Regions from separate parts of the Mus musculus genome. Here region 2 is linked to region 1. Evidence: chromatin contacts called from public HiChIP or PLAC-seq data. All regions are on one chromosome and are shown on one strand. The core of a region is the stretch at or near the end of the contact, and the rest is flanking DNA. Distances in the headings are between cores, read along the strand shown.

Region 1 (6,923 bases), core at 3,159-5,658:
CTATTTTCTCATCCTCCCATGATCAAGATCAGAGGGAATTGGCCCGTTATCTTACCGTCCCAGTGATTTGACAACACTGCAGAGGACACTGCCATGTCTGTCGTCAGATGTGGACACTGAGGAGCAGGGTGTTCAAGTGACCTACGCTGGTCACCCTGCTTTTAAGTAGCAGAGACCTTCTGGTTGCCCACTTCCACGACCTACAGTCATGTGATAGACTCTCCCTGGGAGTCCATATGGGTGGTTTGAAGTCCAGGCAAGAGACCTCACGAACCCAGTCTTTCCATTTTTTTTTTAAGCCAATAGGAAAAGCTCTTCTTAGGCGCACTCCTGGGTTCTCTGGGAGACCAGCACTAACCAGCTTAGGACTGATGTCTCTTGCAGCGCTCCATGTGGCCTCCCAGCCCTGGAATCGGTTTCTGCTGTTCACCCTCTTGGATGCTGGAGAGAATTCCTTCCTCAGACCTGAGATACTGAGACTTATGACCTTGGTAAGTGCAGAAAGGATAGGTCTGTGGCTGGAAGATAAATCAGCAGGGTGTTGCTGAGGTGGTCCAAAGCATGACGGTATTTCAGGTGACCCTCATTTTCAAAGAGCAGAGGGGTTGTGTGACCCTCACCCCCTACAGGAGACCTGCCCAGGGATTTCCTGTGAATAGCTGCATCTATCCTTAGGACACATTTTCTCTTCTTTCTGTCATGAAACAATGACCAGGGACTGTGGTAATGTGACAGACAGGTCTAGGTGCTGAGGATGCTGATGAACCCCATGCTTTGCCTCCTAAGGTCCCTTACTCTAGAAGGACAGGTAAACGAAGAGTTAAATGTGATGTCTTGAATGATAGAGTATTTGGCACATAATAATTCTTGTTGGATACGGAACACAAGAACAGGCTCATGGGTGACATTAAAGCTCACCCACTATTAAATCAGAGGTTGGTGTGAAGTGTAGGGACCGCTCCGTCTTGAGGCTTGAAGGGTTAATAGGCAGAAGGAGACAGTGTTACAGAGGTAAAGGGAGAGTAGTAGAGCCAAGAGCACACAGAGGAGTTACAAGGACCACACACAGTTCATCTCGGCCATGAGTTTGCAGAGCAAGGCTGGGGGAGGAGGGAGCCTGACGCGGTCCCTAAGGCCAGCTCTCTCATGAGCTCAGTCTACATTATCTGCCCTTTTCTCCTGTGAGACAACCTCACCCACTCTCACCGGTGCAGAGCTTAAAAGCAAGACTCTGGGCTTTAGAATAGTGTTTCCATCTCACTGCTGGCTACAGCAGTCCACAGGAAATGGTGTCTCCTCTAATTGTGGGCTTTTGGGGCTTTTATTTCCGTGCTAGTTTGTGCAGTACCGGAGCAGCTGTGTCCTCTCACGTGAAGAGGTGGGTCTTATTTTGCAAGGTGCAGCTTTGGTTGACCTGTCAGCTCTCTCAAACGATACACTCCAGGCCCTGCATGGCTTCCTCCTGCAGGTGAGTGGAAAGAGGGTACTGTGTAGCTAGCTGTATGAGGCCAGGCCCTCAGGACCATCTTCTCTGCAGAAGGTGGAAGCTCTGGCCACTGAAGCCACTGGGAAATCAAAAGAATATGGGAGGTGAGGGACAGTTAGAAAGGGCATAACTTTCCTGTCCCTTCTTCTTCAGGTCCAGAGCATGGGTCTCCTAAATGACCAACACATGACCCAGACCTTGCAATCATCTTTGGAAGGCCTTTGCTCCCGCACCTTCCCAGCCCAGCCACTCTTTCAAGACATGCTGTATCCTTTCTTGCCCTGGGGCCTTTGGCCTGGGCAACATCACCAAAGCCACAGAGATATGTAGCAGTATTGTCTTAGTCAGGTTTCTATTCCTGCACAAACATCATGACCAAGAAGCAAGTTGGGGAGGAAAGGGTTTATTCAGCTTCCATACTGCTGTTCACCACCAAAGGAAGTCAGGACAGGAACTCAAGCAGGTCAGGAAGCAGGAGCTGATGCAGAGGCCATGGAGGGATGTTACTTACTGGCTTGCTCAGCTTGCTCTCTTATAGAACCCATCTTATAGAAGATTGCCGGCCCAGGAATGGCAGGCACCACCCAAAATGGGCCCTCCCCCCTTGATCACTTCTCAGCCTTATTGCTGGATCTCATGGAGGCATTTCCTCACCTGAAGCTCCTTTCTCTGTGATAACTCCAGGTGTATCAAGTTGACACAAAAAATCAGCCAGTACTCAGCCCAAGTAAGGAGCAGTAGTGGTTGGTAAGTCCCTAAAAAGGCCTAGGTTGAGACCAGTCATGACAGCACATGTCTGTATATCCCAGCACTTAGGAAGCTGAGAATATTATAGTGCTGGTGTGTGTGTGTGTGTGTGTGTAGGAGAACTTCCTTTTTTTTTCAATCCTAGTTTATTTATTTATTTATTATTTATTATATGTAAGTATACTGTAGCTGTCTTCAGACACCCCAGAAGAGGGTGTCAGATCTCATTATGGATGGTTGTGAGCCACCATGTGGCTGTGGGATTTGAACTCAGGACCTCTGGAAGAGCTGTCAGTGCTCTTAACCACTGAGCCATCTCTCCAGCCCAAGAACTTCCTTTTTAAAAAGATTTTATTATTTTTATGTACATGAGTACACTGTAGCTGTATTGATGGTTGTGAGCCATCATGTGGTGGCTGGGAATGAAGGTTGCCCACTCTGGTGGGCCTGGCTTGCTCCAGCCTCAAGATTTATTTATTATCTAAGTACACTGTAGCTGTCTTCAGATGCACCAGAAGAGGGCATCAGATCTCATTACGAATGGTTGTGAGCCACCATGTGGTTGTGGGATTTGAACTCAGGACTTTTGGAAGAGCAGTCAGTGCTCTTAACTGCTGAGCCATCTCTCCGGCCCCAGAGGAGAACTTCTTAGCCCTACTGGCTACTCCCCTGGCTATCTTCTCTTTTCATGGAACAGTTCTCTGTTATATGCCAACTGCTGGTCCCAGTTTTGGAGTCCGTGCCACCAATATTAGAAGTATTCATACTCTTCTCTGACCATTGCTACCCTTCTGGGGTTCTGTGATATCCCTCCCCTCCCCCTTCAGCTCTGTTTCTCTTTTATTCTCCTCTCATGATTCACGCCAGCTGCCTCGGAGGTGTGTCTGTTTCCCAGGCTCACATCAGAGGCTGAGCCTCAGGACATAAAGGCCCAGAAACAGAAAACAATGAGACCTGCAGACAAATTCCGGGCATAATGGTTGAGGGGGAAAACAATATCAAGCCTCTCTCTGGAGCTATTTTACACCACAGTGGAAATGGAATTGGGAAATAAAATAATGCATTAACATTCCTGTGTGCACTTTCACTCTGAGCTCATCTTCCTGGAACTTGTTCCTCAGCTACACAGCTGGACACTGGCTTGTTTCCGCAAATGATGGAGACAGACTGGAGAGTGAGAGCATTTAAGGAGCATGTGCACCAGGCAGTAGTGGCACACGCCTTTAATCCCAGAACTTGGGAGGCAGAGGCAGGCGGATTTCTGAGTTCAAGGCCAGCCTGGTCTACAGAGTGAGTTCCAGGACAGCCAGGGCTATACAGAGAAACCCTGTCTCAGAAAACCAAGGGTTGGGGCCTGAGCATGTGCAAAGTGCTTCATAGTTGTACATAGAGAACATGAAGAACCCCTGAGCTGGGAAGGCCCCAACATCAAGGGCCCCAAGCCTTGTGGTTGGACTTTGGAGAAGCACTTCACCTCAAGTGGACATGGGAAGAGGTACAAATCTCAGGGGGGAATAAAATCAAACCCACTTCAGCCTCTCTGGCTCAAGCCTTTTCTATACTCACGTGGGCAATGGTCATTTAACGTCTACCATCGCCGGCTACTGGCAGAAAACTCTGCCCGCACCTGTTTGTATATCAGCCCAGCCTGGGCTTTGCGTCCTAACTGGCCACTCCGCCGGTCTTCCCCGGATCTAGCTGTCCTGACACCCTCAATCCCTACCCCGGAGCAAAACAGAATGTCTACGAACAGAGGAAGAACTCTGGTTTAGAAATCAGTGAACTGGATGGACAAGTCGGGGTTGCCCGTGCTCCGCACTACCATAGGTTATGCTGGTTCCTTAAAAAGTTCTTTGGATCTTGCGAGCTGAGGTTTAAAATAGACTCAGATGAGACATCAGGCACTACGCTAAAAGCGCCGGGCAGCAAGGGTTTCGGGCCGCGGTTTGCTGACGCGCTTTCAGCAGGGTAAGGGCCCCATCGTAGCTTAACTTCCTCCAACTCCACCAGAACCGAGATCATCAGCGTGCCGGGCGACGGCTTCTCCCAGGACCACGCCGTGGCTGACAGCTGCAGCGACACGCGCCAGAGCACAGCGGGGCGGGGCCGGAAGTGAGGTCAGCGGAGCGCGGCGTTCGCGGCCCGGTCTCATTGGTCAGGAGCAGCGCAGTAGGTGGGCCGGCCGCTTGTCGGTCTCCTAGCACTGCTGGCCGGTTGCTGTAGAGTTCCGCGCCTTGCCAGAGTTGGGTGCTTCCGGCTGCTCGCCAAGGGGCTGCTCCCTTCTCCCTGCACCGCCGGCCGGGGTAGGTAGTGGTGGGGGTGCCGGACTGTACTGTAGGCTTCTTGGGAGGGGAGTGCGGAGCCCCCCGCACTGCGTACGGGTTCGGGACTCGGACACCTAGAAAGGCTCGCTTGCCCCTCCGAAGCTCCAAGGCGCGGAACCAAAACCCCCGCCCGGCCACTACCACAGGCTCTACAAGACGAGTTCGGAGTCGCTTGCCGAGTCTGAAAGAGCGCTGGGGACGCTTGGGACAGAAGCGAGATTTAGAGGCCGAAGAGTAGAGTATCAGTCATGAAAACCAGACCTGTCCCCCGCGGTCCGCTACTTTGCTTTCCCACGTTTGTCCTGCTTGAGTTATCCTAGGTTGTCTGGTAAATTTGTTTCCCTAAGTTTTGCTGTGGCCTGGTTCAAGTTCGCTTGGGTTCTGGAACATGAGACGGAAGGTGGACGGTCCTGGATAATCTTTGTTCTGTAGATTTCTGCTGTCCCGGCTCCGTGGGGGCAGGGGTTCTCCTAAGGATCTCTCCCAGAGCATCTCAAATTCTGGGTGGGGGTGTGGCCAGCTTTGATATGAGATGCCCTGTGCTTATTTAGAGACAAGACACAGTGCACTGAACTGAGAGTAAGACTCCTGGCTCAGCCTAGGAACAGCTGTAAGACTCTGAATAGTAACTTTTTTTTTTTTGTCCCCCAGTTTCCACATTAGTAAAACAGGGTATCTTTCATCTGAGTATGAGGCCTCTGTTGACTGTCATTTTCCACCCTAGTCTATCCATTTTGGAATTTTAGACAAGGCCTAGATTACTCTCAAACTTAAGGACATTCTCCAGCCTCAACCTCCCAAGTGGTGGGATTAAAGTTATGAGCCACTACTCCCAGCCCCCACATATTAATGTTTCACTTGACCAAATTCTTCTTATCCTTAAAAAAAAAAAAAAAAACAGAGCCAACTGTGTGTGTGTGTGTGTGTGTGTTCCATGTACACCTCAGTATGTGTATGCAGAGGACAGAGATCAATACCAGGTATCTTTAATTGTTCTCTTCCCTATTCGTTGAGACAGGACCTTTTACTGAACCTGGAGCTCCTAGATTCAGCTGGACTAGCTGGCCAGCAAGCTCCAGGAATAGTTGAGTCCCCAACTCCTCAGATCTAGGAGCACAAGCATGCGTTGCACCCAGCTTACTCATGATACTGGGGATCAGACTCGGGCCCTGGTTCGAACTTCACCAACCGAATCCTTTTATGCTTGTATGTTGGTTGATTGTCTCGTACCCATTCAAGCGATAAGGTACAAGTTCAGGGAGTTTGGTTTGCCATACTTCCTGGGTATGTGTTCTCAGCTCTAGAACTGCGTGGAACATTGCTTGAGCAGTAATGGTTGGGCTGTTGTTGGAATTAGGGACAGATGCTGCACATGTAGTTCCCGGGTGAATGGGTACAGTCTCCAAGTCTTCCCTGCTTCCCTTCTCATGCTGTGTCCCTTCTTTCTGATGTCAGAAGAAGTTGGAGGAGGAGGGAAGCCATACAAGCCTTACATACCTTCTCACTGCCTGAGACTCCTTGGCTGATACCCTCTTAGAAGGCTAGGACAGGGATTTGAAAAGAACCTTAATGCCCAGTCAGCCCCGTTCTCCAGACATAGTACATTGTTCAGACCTGTCGCTCTGCATCAGGAAGGGGACCTCCTATGCCCGATTTTATAGGAAGCTATATTAAGCTATAAGACCTTCCCTGGCTTAGAGAACTGGAGTGCTTGCCCAGGAACAAGGCAGATGTAGTCAGGACTCTAACCTAGAGCTTTAGCCTCAGTCCCTATCCAGTGTTGTAAGACTGGCTAAAGTGTCTCTTCCTTTCTTCTGCAATCCTATAAGCCTGTCTAGTGTGCCTGCTAGTCATTAGTCCTGGCTAGATCTTCAGGGCTCCCTAGAGCTGGATGCTTGGTATTTGGAGGCTGGGCCATGTCTGGGGAGGTATGTTTTCCCTGAACTCACCCCCTGCCCCTATCTTTGGGTTATTCCTCTAGCTCCAGAATCTCAGATATGGACCTTCTTCAGTTCCTGGCAGCCTTCTCTGTCCTCCTGTGGCCTGGCACGGAAGTCACAGGCGCCCTGAAGAGCACTCTGGACCCGAGCCTCAAGATTTGTATCTCTTCGGGGCTTTGGTGGGATGTGAATTCACTGTCTCCGAAGGGCTGGTGAACGAGGTCCCTCGGTGTCCATAACTCCTTGCAGGGCTTCCAGGGCTGAGCAGACGGAGTTAGTAAGAATAGGAGGAAGGAGGAAACACACTCTGCCCATACTGAGCATGTCGGCTTTCTCCCGAGCCTGCTCCCCATGTTAACTGACATTTAGACCCATTTCTCAGATCTGCGAAGGCTTAAGACTGTATGTGTGTGGTACCTGGCTAAG
Region 2 (6,923 bases), core at 2,495-4,994, 60 kb after region 1:
CAGGCACTAGGAGCGCCTCCTGCTTATCATAAGGACGCAGCTGGTTACGAGGCCCCCTCAGCTGGTGAGGACAAGAGGCCATGGAGGCCCTGAGGTCAGAAGGCTGCAACTCTGTGAAAGCTCAGGACAGCTACAATGGGGCCTTGGGCCTGTGCCAGGGGCACCTTGTCTGTCCCCTGACCTCACGGTATAAACTATCTCCCTGCTGATCCAACCAGTGTGTGACTAGCATTGTCTCGCTCTGTTTCCCTTCTGTGAAGTATGTAGGAGGAGGGTAAGGAAACCAAGAGCCACTTGGGTTTTGTGTTGTTTTCATTGTCTCCCTTCAAATATTTGGAAATTTAGCCCTTTACCAACAGAATGTGGCCGTGCTAGTGACAGGGCTTTGGGAAGGATTGCACCACACACCTGACTTCTGTCCAGTGACCAGCACTCCTAGCAGCTAATCCTAACAGTAACCACAAGCCAAGTTCCAGTCGGTAGGAGAGGCAGGGAGCCACATAGCTAGTAACTTGCTGAGCCTGCATCCCGTCCGCACCTTTGCACCTTTCTGAGCACAAAGGCCACTTCTCGTCTCCTCTGGCACCTCTTTGACACAAATAAGAGGAGATGTTTGCTTTGGTTCTCGGTTTGCAGAGTATAGTCCTTCGTGGCCAAAGGCAGCTTTCAGCCACAGAGAGAATGCGGAGTCAGCCTGGATCTGGAGGTGTGCGGTAGTCCTCAAAGGCCCGCCCCAATAGCTCCCATCTGTCACCTAGGCCCACCTTATAAAGGCAACACAGTCTGCCCAGGTGGGGAGTGCCACCAAGTGCAGACCCCGTGCTAAAACCCCTGAGTCTGTAGGTGACGGTTTACAATCGCTGTTAATGATTGTACTGGAGAGGCAATGAGACTGTCGTCTTGGAGACTGTTGACATGAGTGTCTGTTTCTGCCCGCCCTAGGGAAGCTTCCGGCGGGATCTGCCTGTTCAGATGTGCACATGGCTCTGTGTGCTGTGAACCTGGCCGAGTGTGCGGAGGAGAAAATCCTACCAAGCACACTGATTGAGATCCACCTGACAGCGGCCATGGGGCTCAAGACCCGCTGTGGAGGCAAGCTGGGCTTCTTGGCTGTGAGTACTGTTCAGTTCCTGTATTATTGGCTTACTTTCCCCCGTCCCTGTGGTAAAGTAGCTTTTGGAAAGGGTATGGTCCATCAAGGCAGAGAGGGTGTGGCAGCAGCGACAGGCCATGCCTAATTACACTGCAGTAGCAGTTAGGAATCAGATAAACCAGGAACAGGGGCCAGCCTACACCCCTCATAGTGACCTCTGTATCCCTATATAATTCCCAATTATACCATGGCCAAAAAGTTCCACAGCTCCCCAAATTGGGGACCACCAGCTGGGGACCAAGTATTCAGACACACGAGCCTATGGGTGACATTTTGCAGTCAGGCCATAATGTTTCCCTGAGTGCTTTCCCATCCTGGGCCTAAAAGCAGAATGCACCCTGCCACTTGAAGGATTTGGGGGGGGGGGTCACTTGTTCTTCCACAAAGGCAAAGAGTGATGAAGAAAATGCAGCAAGATGTCCCCCTTGCTGGGCTTTTCAGGCAGAGAGCCTTACGGGGACATTCTGGTGCACTGAAGTAAAAGCCTCAGTTCATAGAAATACACAGCATGTCTGTCTGTCTATCTGTCTCTCCACCCCCCCACCCCCGTGGGATTCATGTGTAACTCATTTTCAGAGTCTTATTACATCTCCTGTCTGTTTATCTACAGACTGTTTTGAGGGAATACCTTGTATTGATTGATCTCGGGACTATAGATCCACAAATAACAAAGAGCAGCGCTCTGCAGAGCTCGCAGGGCAGCTGCGAGGTGGGAAGTTAGGGAGTGCTTCCCTCGTCGCCTGGCACAGGACGGGGCCTGCGCTGGTTGTTCACAGCTGGCTAATTCCCAACCCTCACTATCGCTGGTTCACAACATCTGCTGACCTCGGGCTTTCTCTTACTCCAGCAGAGAGAGCCACATTTCCCTCAGTGCCCCACTTTGCATAGATAACTGAACACACTGGAATATTTTATCTCTGCCTGTCACCACTTGGTAATGGAGGTGATACTCTGAGAACAGACGGAGAACATGTGTGTGGTAACGCTGATCTTTTGCCACAAGTGTATCATGGTAGTCTACGTGACAGGGCGTAAGGAAACTAACTCTCCCCTCCGCTTTTATAAATAAATGAGACATGCATCGGTTGACTTATCCAGCATATTTTATTTTACTCCTGTTCTGGACCAGGCACTCCGGAGCAGATAGTAGAGAAAAATGTGTTAACTGGCAGGACACCCAGGCGGGTTCAGGCTTGCAGAAAGACATGTGGGTAAGCTCAAAGACAGGACCATTGTGTCACCCCAAAGCCCCACTTAGCTTCATTAGGCGCCATCATTGCTGAGATGCAGCTGCCTTACAGAAGAGCTCTCAGCCTGACTTCAGCACACGGGCTGAGGTTCAGGGAGATGGCTCCACTGAGGTGGCTCTAAAAGCTGGTGACTGGGGCACACCTTGTTGAATTTGGGAGGTTGCAGCAGGAAGATCCCTTGTGCCTAGAAGTAAGTCCAAAGCTAATCTGGGCAACATGGCAGACCTTATCACAAAGCAGGAAGGAAAGAAAATCACCCTTGCCTGCAGCTCCCCCCGAAGGCGTTGTGTGCCTCATCTATACTCAGCAGTTTCATATGTAGTTCCCTGGCAGTCCTCCAGCACATAGGACAGATGCCTCATCCACTCCAGGTGGCTGCTTAGACCTTAAACCTTGGTTTTCCCTTCAGTTTTTTAACCTAGCGAGAGATCTTGGGCATCTTGTTTTGCAGAGGTGGCTGGCACTCACGTGAGGCTGTTAGGAGCACTTCCTGTATTTGCTACAAACCACTGCAGAAAGGAAATGTTTTTAATTGTCACCCACCGCTGTGAACACACCCTCATTCTAAGTGTCTAGTGATGGCTCTGCTGGGGCAAAGGGGTAAACACCTGAGACTTTAGCAGGGTTGCCCAGTGTGCACTGCCAGTAAGGTGGCAAACAGTGGCGGGCATCTGTTGTGCCTGCCCCTTTCTGTCCACTCCCTTTTGGAGCAGCTGGGTTAAGAGTTGCAGACAAGGGGCTGGAGAGATGGCTCAGCAGTTACGAACCCTGTCTGCTCTCCCAGAGATCCTGAGTTCAATTCCCAGCACCCACATGGTGACTCACAACCATCTGTAATGGGGCCTGACGCCCTCTTCTGGCCTGTGGATGTATATGCAGCAGAGCACTCATACATTTAAATAAAAATTGAAAAAGAAAAAAAAGAGTTGCAGACAGGCCAGGGAGGCAGGTGGGTCTCTGAATTCAAGGCCAGCCTGATCTATAGAGCGAGCTTCAGGATAGCCAGTACTACACAGAGAAACCTTGGGGGGAGGGGGGCGTGTGGGGGGAAAGGAAAGGAAAAAAAAAAGAGGCAAAGAGCTGGCGTTTTGGTTCTGTTTGTTTAGTTGTTAGTGGTTCCAGTAACCTACGAAGTATTTATGTCTTAATTAGTTTAGTAGCTTGTGGAGCGATCAGACATGCAGTTTGAAAGAGGAGACAATGCTTTTATTTTTTTAGGCCTTTGAGGCAGATTTTTAAGATTTACTTTTGTTTGTGTGTCTGGGTGCTCTGTCGGCATAGATGCTGCACCACATACAAGCCTGTGAGCCTCCTTTTGCATCCTCTGAAAGAGCATCACCCAGTGCTTTTGACTGCTGAGTCATCTCCAGCCCTTGGCCTTAGCTTTTTGGTTTGGTCTGGTTTGGTTTGATCTGGTTTGGTCTGGTTTTCACACAGCATCTCTCTAGCTAGCCTTGATGGTCCTTGAATTCACTACCTACATCAGGCTCACCTCAAACTCACAGAGACCCACCCACCTGCCTCTGCTTCCCAAGTGCTGGGATTAAAGGGGTGGGCCACCACACTCACCTTGCCTCCACCTCTTAAGTGTAGCTGTCATAGACATGTACCACCATGGCTTAGACTCAAACTGGACACAGCACCCCATTCCCTGTTTCACGCTGGTTTCCACATGCTAATTGCTTTTTAGAACAAGACAAAACAGTCAAAAAAAATAGCTTCCTAAAACTTATTAGCTTTACACAAAATACAATGTTATTTAAAGGAAGGTAATGTAGTCTGGCTTTTGCATCTCGAAGCACCTCGGTCTGTTGTGTTTCATCTGTCTACATGATGTCCGGTATCCATGCTTAGAGCAGGAATTGCAGGTACCACTTGGCTCCCGTGAGCGTTCCCTGTGCCACTTAGGGTTCGTGGCACACAGTCGCCAGCTGTAACGGAGGGCTGGAGCCAGTCCAGGCACACTGGGCAGCTCTCGAGAGCTAAGCAGTCCTGGGCAGCTGCCTCGCCTCTCATGCCAGGCAGTTAGCAGATGAGCTACAGGAGAGGCTCCTGTAGCTCAGAGAGGTCTGGTGTCTCCAAAATTTAGAGGGAAAGTATTTTTTTCTTTAAACTGGGAGTATTATAATTGGAGTATAAAGCCAAGAAAATTAAAAGAGCAATAAAAATTATTCTCAGTTTCCTATACAGAAGCCTTTATAGTTGTGCTGCCTGTCTTGGATTTATGTTTCTTATTAGTTCAAACCATTAAGGGGAGACTTCATGTCAGCTAATGCTTCTTAAAGTTTAGACTCCAGGGACTCTTGACACCCTCTTCTGGGCTCTGTGGGTACTGCATTCATGGTGCACAAACACACAGAATGTTTTAATTTAATGTCAGACCAGGCATGGAGGCCATGCTTTTAATCCCAGGATTCAGGAGGCAGGAGCAGTTGGATCTCTGAGTTCAAGGACAGCTAGAGCTACAAAATGAGATGCTGTCTCCAAGGGGTTTTTTGTTGTTGCTCTTGTTGTTGTTGTTCTTAATGTCTAGACCATGATTTCAATGTTTGAAATAAAAGAGCTCAGGTTAAAAATATATTTTAACCTAATAATTTCCTAAATGGCTTCAGTGGGTTCTTGCCATAGGACCTGAAAGGCTTCCTTTGTACCTCTCTGTATCACCCTTGGATCCCTACAGAGGCCAGCACTCCTTATTTTTCCTTGGAACAGTCACCATATTTCCTTGCTAACCAGGCCTATGACCTGGAGAGGGTTGGACTCAATTATTAGAAGATTCTGGGTACACGAAGCCCTGGAATTACACATGTATACACACACACACACACACACACACACACACACACACACAGCCTGTGTTGTCCCACCGCCGAGGAGCTCGGTGAGCACTTTGAAGGTCATAGCAGGTCACAGGTTCTTAGGTATTGGGTATCACAGTACCCTGTTCCCAAGGCTGGGTGGTAAATAGGAGACTGTCACTGTTTCTGTGAATCTAAGTGAAATGCTGTCCTGGTCCTATAGGCTGCCATGACACTGCCAGTGAGTGTGTCTATAGGCCAGTCAGCTTTCTCCCGTCAGGCGGCTGTCCCCGTGGTCCCCTTCAGAGCCTCCCCAGCGCATCCTCGAGTGGCTGTGCTATTTCTGACTCTGGCATTCAAGTTTTCTGAAACTGTTACATTAGCTGATTGCTGCTTAAAGTCTATTAAAGGTCAGAACCATCAGCCTCCCAGACCCCGAGATAGATGCCCTCATTAGAGGCAGTGCCTACGCTGGAGAAGGAAGTTCCCAGACCAGCAGCCCCTGTGGCGGACTCCTGGGGCTCCAGCTATGTGTCTTCCTTCCCGTCCACCTCTGCTCGGCCCCCTGTTCCGATTGAGTAGGTTTATAGATCAGAAATCGTGAGCTATAGAGTGGAGATATTATCACTCAAAAAAGACGGAATTGGGGCCAGGGTTGGGGAGAAAAGAATTTCTAATAACCAACAGACAGCGATGTTCTTGCGTTTGTCTTACACTGGGGCCCCAGAAACAGTGTTGTCCTGGCTATGCACTGGTGGTTTCATTTCCAGACACTTTTAACATCCCTTTGGTTTGGTTTGGTTTGGTTTGGTTTGGTTTGGTTTGGTTTTGAGACAAGGTTTGAGACAACTATGTAGCTGAGCCTGTCTTGGAACCCACTCTGTAGACCAAGCTGATCTGGTAGGGATCCACCTGCCCTGCCTCCTGAGTACTGGGATTAAAGAAAGGTATATGCCCAGTATATACTGGTATATATACTGGTATATATTAAAGAAAGGTATATACCCAGTGTCCTTTTTTAGAGAACTAGAGAGATCTCTCGACAGACGTTGGTAGAGTAATGAAGGGATGAAGAGGGGTGTGTGTGTGTGTGTGTGTGTGTGTGTGTGTGCGTGCGTGTGTGTTTTCAGCTATAAAGGAAAACAAAATTATGAAATTTGAAAAAATAGTGGATGGATCTGGAAATTAAAGTCAAGCAGCCTCAGAAAGATGAATCCTACTTTCGTTCACATCCTGGTTGTGTGTGGGAGGGGGCAGAGGGCAAGTCGTGGAGGTGGAAGGACAGGGCTTGTGCACACTAGAGCACGTGACTTGAAAACAAAAAGGGGGACATGCCCTTAATCTCACCACTCTGGAGGCCTATAGAGCAAGTTCTAGGCCATCCAAGGGTACAGAGAGAAATCGTGGGGGGAGGGGGGCACTGGGAGTGAACAGGTATAGGGTGGGGGAGGGAGGAGAAATGGAGGAGAATCAACACAAACAGATTTTGTTTGGAAATGCTACGATGAAACCTAATCCTTTTCACGTGAATTTAAAAAGAGGCTGGAGAGCGAGCTGCTGTAAGAGTAGTTGCTGTTCTTGGAGGACCGAATCTGGTCCCCAGCTCCCAAACCCAGTGGCTCACACCACCTGTAACTCCCGGTGACGCTGCTAGCATTCCTCCCAGGCTCCACCCCGCAGGTAGGCCTGGCTTGCTCTGAAAGGGACTGACTAGTCTCTCTG

Evidence for each region. HiChIP or PLAC-seq counts read pairs in DNA pulled down with a chosen protein or histone mark.
Region 2: an H3K27ac HiChIP or PLAC-seq map of embryonic stem cells shows a contact between it and region 1, with 10 read pairs. The contact joins the enhancer-like site here to the promoter of Ccdc134 in region 1. A contact is called at or near these places in 5 of 39 promoter capture datasets (cranial neural crest, embryonic stem cells, second pharyngeal arch cranial neural crest and 2 more), 5 of 15 datasets of contacts at CTCF or cohesin (CD8 T cells, the G1E-ER4 cell line, the NIH/3T3 cell line and 2 more), 73 of 484 Hi-C or Micro-C datasets (the 63-12 cell line, the AML12 cell line, B cells and 45 more), 14 of 115 datasets of contacts at active chromatin or transcription factors (CD8 T cells, the HPC-7 cell line, the NIH/3T3 cell line and 7 more) and 4 of 9 other capture datasets (adipose tissue, embryonic stem cells, liver and 1 more).

The regions. Positions count from the first base shown.
Region 1 is chr15:82,123,514-82,130,436 of GRCm38.p6, forward strand. Ccdc134 (coiled-coil domain containing 134) reads left to right here and starts at 4,409. Exons shown (of 7, transcript NM_172428.2): 1 at 4,409-4,536; 2 at 6,539-6,657. The coding sequence starts at 6,555. It overlaps Mei1 (meiotic double-stranded break formation protein 1), which reads left to right. Exons shown (of 31, transcript NM_028897.3): 28 at 385-491; 29 at 1,337-1,468; 30 at 1,640-1,752; 31 at 3,101-3,301. The coding sequence ends at 3,146.
Region 2 is chr15:82,184,322-82,191,244 of GRCm38.p6, forward strand. It overlaps Srebf2 (sterol regulatory element binding factor 2), which reads left to right. Exons shown (of 19, transcript NM_033218.1): 11 at 943-1,112. Among named protein-coding and RNA genes, the nearest start is that of Mir33, 10 kb to the right of the region's middle. Within about 2 kb of position 3,745, at least 43 of the 459 cell types and tissues checked have an H3K27ac peak or open chromatin away from gene starts, as enhancers often do. A contact at or near this core is called in CD8 T cells, CD8 central memory T cells, the HPC-7 cell line and 8 more, where this site is marked.